Regions from separate parts of the Sus scrofa genome. Here regions 1 and 2 are each linked to region 3. A link is a contact called in public Hi-C data. All regions are on one chromosome and are shown on one strand. Each heading gives the region's core, a stretch centred on a gene start, on an enhancer-like site or on the middle of the called end of the contact. The rest is flanking DNA. Distances are from core to core; before and after follow the strand shown.

Evidence for each region. A called contact is a pair of places that touch in the nucleus more often than the background predicts.
Region 1: a Hi-C map of liver shows a contact between it and region 3, with 2.3 times the contacts expected there. The contact joins the promoter of BOP1 here to the enhancer-like site in region 3. A contact is called at or near these places in 1 of 5 promoter capture datasets (fetal liver), 2 of 47 Hi-C or Micro-C datasets (embryonic fibroblasts and liver) and 1 of 2 datasets of contacts at active chromatin or transcription factors (alveolar macrophages).
Region 2: a Hi-C map of liver shows a contact between it and region 3, with 5 times the contacts expected there. The contact joins the promoter of TMEM249 here to the enhancer-like site in region 3. A contact is called at or near these places in 3 of 5 promoter capture datasets (fetal liver, fetal skeletal muscle and liver), 15 of 47 Hi-C or Micro-C datasets (alveolar macrophages, blood, embryonic fibroblasts and 9 more) and 2 of 2 datasets of contacts at active chromatin or transcription factors (alveolar macrophages and skeletal muscle).

The regions. Positions count from the first base shown.
Region 1 is chr4:485,309-488,008 of Sscrofa11.1, reverse strand. It overlaps BOP1 (ribosome biogenesis protein BOP1), which reads right to left and starts at 1,447. Exons shown (of 16, transcript XM_013988007.2): 1 at 1,307-1,447; 2 at 159-314. The coding sequence starts at 1,396. HSF1 (heat shock transcription factor 1) reads left to right here and starts at 1,544. Exons shown (of 13, transcript NM_001243819.1): 1 at 1,544-1,823. The coding sequence starts at 1,707.
Region 2 is chr4:426,929-429,628 of Sscrofa11.1, reverse strand. TMEM249 (transmembrane protein 249) reads right to left here and starts at 1,290. Exons shown (of 6, transcript XM_005662816.2): 1 at 1,279-1,290; 2 at 745-1,180; 3 at 419-513; 4 at 104-299. The coding sequence starts at 1,290. It overlaps FBXL6 (F-box/LRR-repeat protein 6), which reads right to left. Exons shown (of 9, transcript XM_013996410.2): 8 at 2,605-2,700; 9 at 1,831-2,325. The coding sequence ends at 2,175. It also overlaps a transcript of SLC52A2 not described here.
Region 3 is chr4:280,817-283,516 of Sscrofa11.1, reverse strand. It overlaps LRRC24 (leucine-rich repeat-containing protein 24), which reads right to left. Exons shown (of 5, transcript XM_003125437.3): 4 at 2,568-2,700; 5 at 928-1,958. The coding sequence ends at 1,036. LRRC14 (leucine-rich repeat-containing protein 14) reads left to right here. Exons shown (of 6, transcript XR_002343662.1): 5 at 1-737. Among named protein-coding and RNA genes, the nearest start is that of LRRC24, 4.5 kb to the right of the region's middle. Within about 2 kb of position 1,301, at least 60 of the 83 cell types and tissues checked have an H3K27ac peak or open chromatin away from gene starts, as enhancers often do. A contact at or near this core is called in alveolar macrophages, embryonic fibroblasts, fetal liver and 6 more, where this site is marked.

The DNA of each region.
Region 1 (2,700 bases), core at 198-2,697, 200 kb before region 3:
TTCCTACTGCGGTTGAAAACTGGTGCCCTAGGGCTCAGAACCCCCCCCCCCCGCACCAGAGGAAAGAGAAAGCAGAGCCCGCGAGCTGGCAGGCACTCTCCCGGCCACCCGCCCGGAGAGCGAGGACGAGCACACCAGAACACTGCTCGCTCACCCACCTGCTGCCCCGTGGCCTTCTCCATCCTGCTGTGCTGCTCCTCGCCGCTGGCCCCGTCCTCCTCCTCACTGCTGTCACTGCCAGAATCTTCCAGGCCTGAGAACACACTCTCCTCGCTGTCAGACAGGCTGGGAGCCGGGGCGCCGGGGAGAGAGGGCTGCAAGGAGCACACTGTCGGTGACCAGCTCTGTGTGGCGCAGGACCAGAGCTGCTTCTGAGCAGACTTCTGCCCACCAGACACCACCCCGGCCCTAACTCCACCAGACAGGGTGCACGGTGGAACAAGAACCTGCAGACTCTTAGCAAGCATTCATTGGAAGGCAAAATTCTAGATTTCATTGTTTTTCAATAGTTCCTGAGTCTCTCGCCAAACTGGACAGCCTGCACGGAGCAGCTACCAAACAGCACTCAGCACACACTCTATCGTGCCTAACTAGCTACACAATTACAACGGCAAGTAAAAATGGCACAAATGTTTTGGGCACAAACACAAACAGCCGCTGATGAATACAGAGGCAAAAGCACTACAAGTGGGTGAGCATGGTGCCCAGAGCTGCCTGCCGGCCAGGGAGCACCACGAGCACTTGTCACAAGTGAAGGGGCAGCCTGATAAACCAGCAACGTGGAGTCCCAGCTGCGAGGCTCGACTGCACAAGCCTGCTATGGCTTTCTACCACCGAGATTTGATGAGATTTGATGACACCCCCACAGCGCGGCTGGGGTTCCGCTGGACAGGAAGAGCATGAGTCCAGCTAAAACGGGCCGTCCAGTGCAGCAGGCGCTGCTTTCTCATCCTCGTTTCCTCTTCTACAACGTCTAACGTGTCAGGAACATTTGGCTATACAAGCAGCTACTGCAGGCTCAAATCTTCTGCGCCCAGATGACAATTCAAAGGCCCAGGAAGACCGCTGCGCAGGACGCCGGCTCTCCTTCCTTATTCTCTCCGGCCCAGACCTTCTTCCGACCCACACAACCGCCAGCCAGCTCCCTGCCCAGGACGCCCCCGCAAGGCCGCCGGGGCGGAGGACAGGAGACCCCTCCCTCCTCGCATTCCCAGGCCCGCCGGGCGCTGGGCGGGATCGCTCCCCGGCCGGTGCCGCGGCCCAGCCCCGCCGCCCCCCCCCGCTCCCGCTCCCGCTCCCGCGTCACCTCCTCCGGCTCCCGCCCCGGCTCCAGCATCCGCTTCCCGGGCCGCGTCCCGGCCACCGCCACGCGCCGCGCGCCCTGAGGTCCCGCCATGCCGCCCGCCGGTCTGCCCTGCGCCGCCACTTCCGGCAGCGACGCGACCGCGTGGGCCTGGGGGCGGGCCCGCGGGGTCAGAGGGCGCCGGGCGGGACGGGGGCCGGTGTGCGTGCGCGCGCCGTGGGACGCGGGCGGCGCCGGCGGGAGCGCGCCCGTCGCAAGATGGCGGCGGCCATGCCAGGCCCCGGGGCCGTGTGTGCGCAGCGGGCGGCGGCGCGCGGCCCGGGCGGCAGGCGCGGCAGCGGCGCTAGCCCGGCCCTCAGCCCCTCCTCGCGGTCCCGCCTCCGCCTCTCCCACCTTGCCCGGTATGGATCTGCCCGTGGGCCCGGGCGCGGCGGGGCCCAGCAACGTCCCGGCCTTCCTGACCAAGCTCTGGACTCTCGTGAGCGACCCGGACACGGACGCGCTTATCTGCTGGAGCCCGGTGAGGGGCCGAGGGCGCCGGCCCGGGGCGGGGAGGCCGCGGCGCGGGGGCCCAGGACGGGCAGGCCCGGACCCCGCCTCGCAGGCCCGGTGTGGGGGTGGGGAGCAGGGGGTAGTGCGGGGAGAAGCGTCGCAGGCCCGCTGGAGGTCGCTCCTGTCCACGCCGCTCTCCCGCGTTGGGTAGGAAGGGCTTCTGCCTCCGTGGGCTTGCGCTTGCTGCCTGTGGGACGACTGCGGGACGCGTCTGTGCTTAGAACAGCCCCCGGCTTCGCTAGTGGACGCTGGGCCCCGGTGGCCCCAGAGTTCCAGTGGTGTGGTGGGCAGTTATTCAGGGTAAATCAAGTCTCGGCCCTGGAACTGGAGGGCGTTTCTCTAGTTCGAAAGGAGAGGGAGCGAAAACAGAAAGCACAACGTCATAAAGTTCAGGCTGGTCTCGAGCCCGGGTCCAGATCCCAGAGCTGCTTTCCCAAGAGCGACTCGTGTTTCTTGCTCTGTGCGCGACTTTATTCACGCCCTGTCTCCCGTTGCCTGGCAGCGGGCAGGTGATTTACATGGTCTGACTCCGCAGGCTGGACAACTCCAGTTTGCGGAGGTTGGACTTGGAGATGGACGTCCTGGCTGTGACGTCGAGGTGGGGCAGGTCGGAGCCACGGCTCGCGGCTGGCAGGGGGGTGGCCTAGGCCACCGTAGTCGTAGGCAGGCTCCGGGCGCCTCCAAACGTGCTTACTCTCCTGAGCGCCCAAACGCTGGATTTCTTGGACCCCACTGAGTTGTTGCCTGTCATCCTGCTGAGCCCTTGGAAAGGAAGAGCAGTCTGGGCTGAAAGGAGCCCAGAGCTGGAGGCCACGTTCTCTCGTTCCACTTGTCCCTTTGAGGAG
Region 2 (2,700 bases), core at 41-2,540, 150 kb before region 3:
GGCTCCGGGGGCGGGGCCCCACCTGCCCGCCCCTCCCCACCCCACGAGGTTTCCCCTTCGCTTGCGTGGTGTCCCTCAGATTGCCGCCCGCCCCATGCCTCACCATCGGAGCTGAGCGCCAGGCGCACATAGACCAGGTGCATGGGGCCCTGACACACGGTGCGGCCCTGGATGGAGAAGTGGTACATGCCGAGCGTGTGGTTCAGCACTAGGCGGCGCCGCGGCAGTGACGAGATCGTGAGCCACAGGCCCACGCCCATGCCGAAGGCAGGGAAGCCCCAAGTCTCCTGCTTCTGCACCTGCGGGGGGCGCAGCCGGGGCCTTCTGAGCCGCCGCGGGGCCGGGGGGCGGAGCGCCGTGCGGCGGGCCCCGCCCTCAGGGGCGGAAGGTCCTGGGGGGCGGGCCCGGGAGCTCAGACCTGGCTCACGAGGCCGAAGCTGATGAGCAAGAGGCAGACGGCGAAGAGCAGGGTCCCCTTCCACAGCGTGTCCAGGTAGTACTCGAGCACGAAGACTGGGGGCGGTGCGGCGAGGCGCGTGAGGCTAGCGGGCCCCTCGCGCAGCCCGAGGTGGCAGTGCCAGGGCTCGGGCCTGGATCCGCCGGCCTCGCGCAGGGCCCCGGGCCGCGGGGTGCGTCCAGCCTGCGGTTCTAGCGCCCCCCCGGGCCCTGGCCCCGCCCCTCACCACGGCCCGCCCCGCTCAGATCCCAGGCCCCGCCCCCGCCCCCGCGGCGCCCCGCGCGCACCGTTGGGCTGCAGCTGCGTGAACGGGTAGAAACAATTGCTCTTGAGGCGCTTGGCCAGGTTTCGCTCGGTGCAGAAGAGTCCTAGGGCCCAGAGTTGGAAGGGCTTGCCGCCCGAGGTCGTGGGCAGGCTGCTGATCTGGCCCTTGGGGACCTGGGTCAGGTACAGACGGTCGGCTGGGCGGCGTCTGTGGCCACTGCCCGCTGCCCACAGCCGCGCTGGAGGAGAGTACTGGGAGAAAACAGCCTCCAGCACCACGGTCGGGAAGGAGACGCTCAGGCAATGGCAGGGGAGCCACACCAGGTGGCCGTCCAGATGGGGCTGCCGGGGTTCTAGAAGCTCTGGGAGGCGGGTTCTAGAAGGGCCGTCCGGATGGTCATCCCTTCTCCAGGGAGTCACAGGCTGGCCCCGCCAAGGGCTGCTCTTCCCAGCTGGTCCCTACCCCACTGGCCTGGTTCACAGTCCTCACCCGACAGGGGGGTAATGGGACACTCCCAGGCCTCGGCTGGAGAGAAAACTGCAGGCAGGTGCCCCACAGTGAACCCCATGGCTGAGCCTGGCCTCTCCCTCCACTGCCACCTCTGCTCAGGTCAGAGCCTCACATACAATTACAGGCAACTCACCTTAGTGCCCCTGCGGGTGGAAAACACACACACACACACACACACACGTTCAGTCCAAGAGTCTGAGCCCAGGAGTGAGCGGGCAGGACACAGCCTCGGGCAGACTCAGAAGCCCTGGGGGGCTTCTGGGCCAGCCCTACCTAGTTCCCTCAGGGACAGCCCCTGTCCCCCGACCCTGATCCCAGAAATCACACTAGAGTTCCTAAAAAAAAGGTTTGTTTTTTTTTTCTCTCTTTTTAGGGCCGCACCAGCAGCATATGGAAGCTCCCAGGCTAGGGGTCCAGTCGGAGCTACAGCTGCCGGCCCACACTACAGCCACACCAGATCTGAGCCCCATCTCTGTAAACTAAACCACAGCTCATGGCAATGCCAGATCCATAACCCATTGAGCGAGGGCAGGGATCGAACCTGTGTCCTCATGGATACTAGTCGGGTTCATTACCACTGAGCCAGGACAGGAACTCCCCTAAAAATGTTTTATTTTTGCTTTTTACTTTTTGTCTTTTATAGGGCCACACTTGTGGCATATGGGGGTTCCCAGGCTAGGGGTCTAATCAGAGCTGCAGTTGCCAGCCTACACCACAGCGAGGCAGGATCCGAGCCGCGCCTGCAACCTACACCACAGCTCACGGCAACGCCAGATCCTTTACCCACTGAGCAAGGCCAGGGATGGAGCCCGCAACCTCACGGTTCCTCGTCAGATTCGTTAACCACTGCGCCACGACGGGAACTCCTAAAATGTTTTCTTGTAACCAAGTGCTCAGACTTCCCAAATGGGAAGGTGGGCCGGCAGGGCTGCCTGGAGCTGCCTAGCTTGGAGCGGGTAGGCTGGTGAGCAGTTGCTCCAGGCACCACCGGATTTCCTCTGGGCCCCTGTAGGCCCGTTTCAGGCCCCTCGGAAGGCAGCGGCAGGACTCCAGGTTGAGGTACCGCAGACCTGGGCAGTTGCTGATCACTGAGCTGTGGGGGCAGGGCAGGAAGTGGGGGGGTGCGGTCACTGGCCTGCAGGAGATCCAGGGTCCTCCCCCACCCCTGGCAGAGCCAGGCCAGCACAGCTGGCTTTGACACCTACCTTCCTCAAGACCCAAACCCAGTACCCTTGGTATCCCCAAGGCCAACCCCAGGGAGGGGCTTAGCTGGGATGAGCCTCCCTCTTTAGACCCCTGGAGTTGGCAAGCCAGGCAGGATGGGGGGGCAAGTGATCCTGACTTCAAGGAACTGGGGGGGGCGGTTGCTGACCTGACTGTGCTTGGTGTGACCCGGGTGCCCCTGAGGTTGAGGGAGCACAGGGCCAGATGTGAACCCACAGAGGTGCCTGAGAAGGCAGCTAAGGCC
Region 3 (2,700 bases), core at 52-2,551:
AGGCTGTCCTGGGGTCCAGGGCTGCTGGAGGCCCGTTGCCCCTTGGGTAGGCAAAGCCTTCACTGGGCCTCTGCTGGAAGCCTGACAAAAAGGCACAGTCTGATTTCTTTGCTCCCGGGAGCACCTCAAGCCTCCCATGCTTTCTGCAGCACCCTGCACAGTTTGTCCTGCTCCTGCTCCCCCAACGGGCTGAATATCTGTGGGCCCGGGGCTGGATTCCAGGCCTGCAAGGCCCTGCTTGGTTTGGCTGCTCTTGGCTGCCCTTTGGTGTCCTGGTTCTCTCCTTGGAATGATCCTGGGGTCTGTGACCTGAGAGAGGATGTTTTCCTCTGGGCCATCCCAAGAGCAGACTGCTCTGGGGGGCTGAAGTGGGGCAGGGGCTTGCTTCAACGAGGGCTGGGCCCCCACGCTCTCTGGGGCCGCTTATTGTTCTCACTGCCCTGATACCCAGGAGGCCGCCTGTTGGCTGGGTTTTGGGGCCAGGGGGTGTCATTAAGGTACAAACGTGCAGTGTGTTTAGAACTTAAATCTGTGGCTATTTTTTCTGTCCTAATTGGTCCAAGTGACTTGTCTTCTGCTCTGCTGTCTGTCACTCCTAGCCTGGCTGTCGGGTAACGTCTTCCGGTCTGTTGCCTCTTCCCATCCCTAGGCTTCTGCACAGTCTGTCGCACCTTCCACCTCGCCGAGGTCCAGGCTCTTCCAGCAGGAGGCGGGGCCGGAGGTGGACGTACCGAGCTGTAGGTCGGATGTTTTGGGGAGGGGTCTGTTCCGGAGGGAGGGCCTCTGTGGGGCTGTTGGGAGCTACCTCGGCCGCCCTCGGCTCGCACCCCAGGACTCCGTCCGTCCGCGGAGCTTGCCTGCCCAGGTGCTTGAGCCCCGCGCCCCGCGCCCCACGCGCCCCCCCCACACACACACACGGCTCGCAGCACAGTGCGCACGCAGCTTCCACCCTTTACTGACCGCGCGGGAGCATGCGCGGAGCGAGTCGCGCCGGCCAATCCGCGGCCCCGACGTCATCGGCGCGCGGCCCGCCCCTCAGCAGTGGATCTCGTAGGCGGCTGGAGGCTGCAGCGGGAGCCCCTGCGCGGGCCCGGCTGCCGTCCCTTCGCCCGCCTCCGCCGGGCCTTCGGCGAAGAGCGGCTTAGAGCGGTCGATGACGAACATCTCGTGGCCCCGCTCGTCGCGGAACTCCTCGAGCTGCGCGAAGGTGCAGGGCCCGTCCGAGTAGTCGTTGACGAAGAGCGCGCCCTCCCCCGGAGGGCCCGGCGCCTTTTTGCGCCGGCGCCGCCTGCGGCAGATCATGGTCGCCAGCAGCAGCGCCGTGAGCGCCAGCAGCGCGATGGCCGCCGCGATGGCGGTCTGCGTGGCCAGGCCCAGGGCGCGGAAGGCCATGCTGCCCGCCTCGGGCAGGGGCTCGTGGCTGACGGGGCCGGCAACCGGGGGCGGCGCGGGCGCCAGCTGCTGCTGGCGGGACAAGTTGACCAGGAGCTGGAAGGGCACGCGGGCGGCGCCGCCGGCGTTGGAGGCCTCGCACTCGTACTTGCCGGCATGGGCGAGGGTGATGTTGGTGAGGAAGAGCATGCCGCTGCCGGTGTCGGAGGCCCCGAGCCCACCTGGGCCCGGCACCCCACCTTCTGGTTGGGCCTGGGCCCGCAGCGGCCCCCCACGAGGCTGGGCCACCTTTCTCCAGGTCACCAGGGGCTGGGGGTAGCCGGAAGCCTGGCAGGCAACCCGCAGGTCCTCACCCAGGTTGGCTGTCACCTCCAGCGGCTCCACATGCACAGAGGGTGGGATGCAGATGAGGCTGCTGCCAGACACGTCCAGGAGATTCTGAAGTGCCAGGCGGGGGGGCTCTGCACATGTGATCTTCTTGTCCCTGAAGCTGAGCAGCCGCTGCCCCCCTTCTTTGATCCAGGCTCCTAGCCAGTGCAGGGCACAGTCACAGCGCCATGGGTTCTCTGCGGGCAGAGCAGCGGTGGGCAGGAAGTTAAGGAGTGGTTCCAGAACACATCCTGTGTGGTTAGGGTTGCTGGCCAGAGCAGGAGTCCCTTTCTTTCCTCCCAGAATGGGGGACCCCTGCCACTCCTTCTCTGACCCCAAACTCCTTAGAATGTGTTGTGTCCCCGTCCCCCAGCTCCTCTGATGTCTCTCCCTGCTACAGGTAGCTTTATTGGGGGGAAACTCCTCTGTCCACATGGACATCCCACCAGCGCTACCTTGCAGGAGTTTGTTAGCCTAGTCTTCATGTGCTGTCTCCGGGAAGTGTCCCCAGTCCTGGGCTGTTTTTCCAATTTTTGCCTGCCTGCCTTCTGGCCCCAAAGTGTGGAAGCCGCTCAGCTCTGTCCAGTCTGTTTAGGGACTTTAGTAGTTTTTCAGTCTTCCTTAGGCAGGGTCTCCAAACGGTGACCCTACCAGCACCCCTATTTTTAGCAGCCTTCTCTCAGGGCTATGAGTGATGGTGTGGTCCTCCCGGGCGCTGCCATTAGAGGTCCCTCCACAGCGGGGCCTGCTCTCTACTGCCTCCGCTGTGGACAAAGAAGATGGCTTTGCCCCTAGAAAGAGCTTACCTGTAAGGCGCAGGACCTGCAGGCTGGCCAGGGGCTGCAGGGCCTCCCGGCTGATGGTGCCCAGCTGGTTCCTGCTGAGGTCCAGCAGTGCCAGCGAGGAGAGCCCAGCCAGGGCCTGGTCCTCCAGCAACTC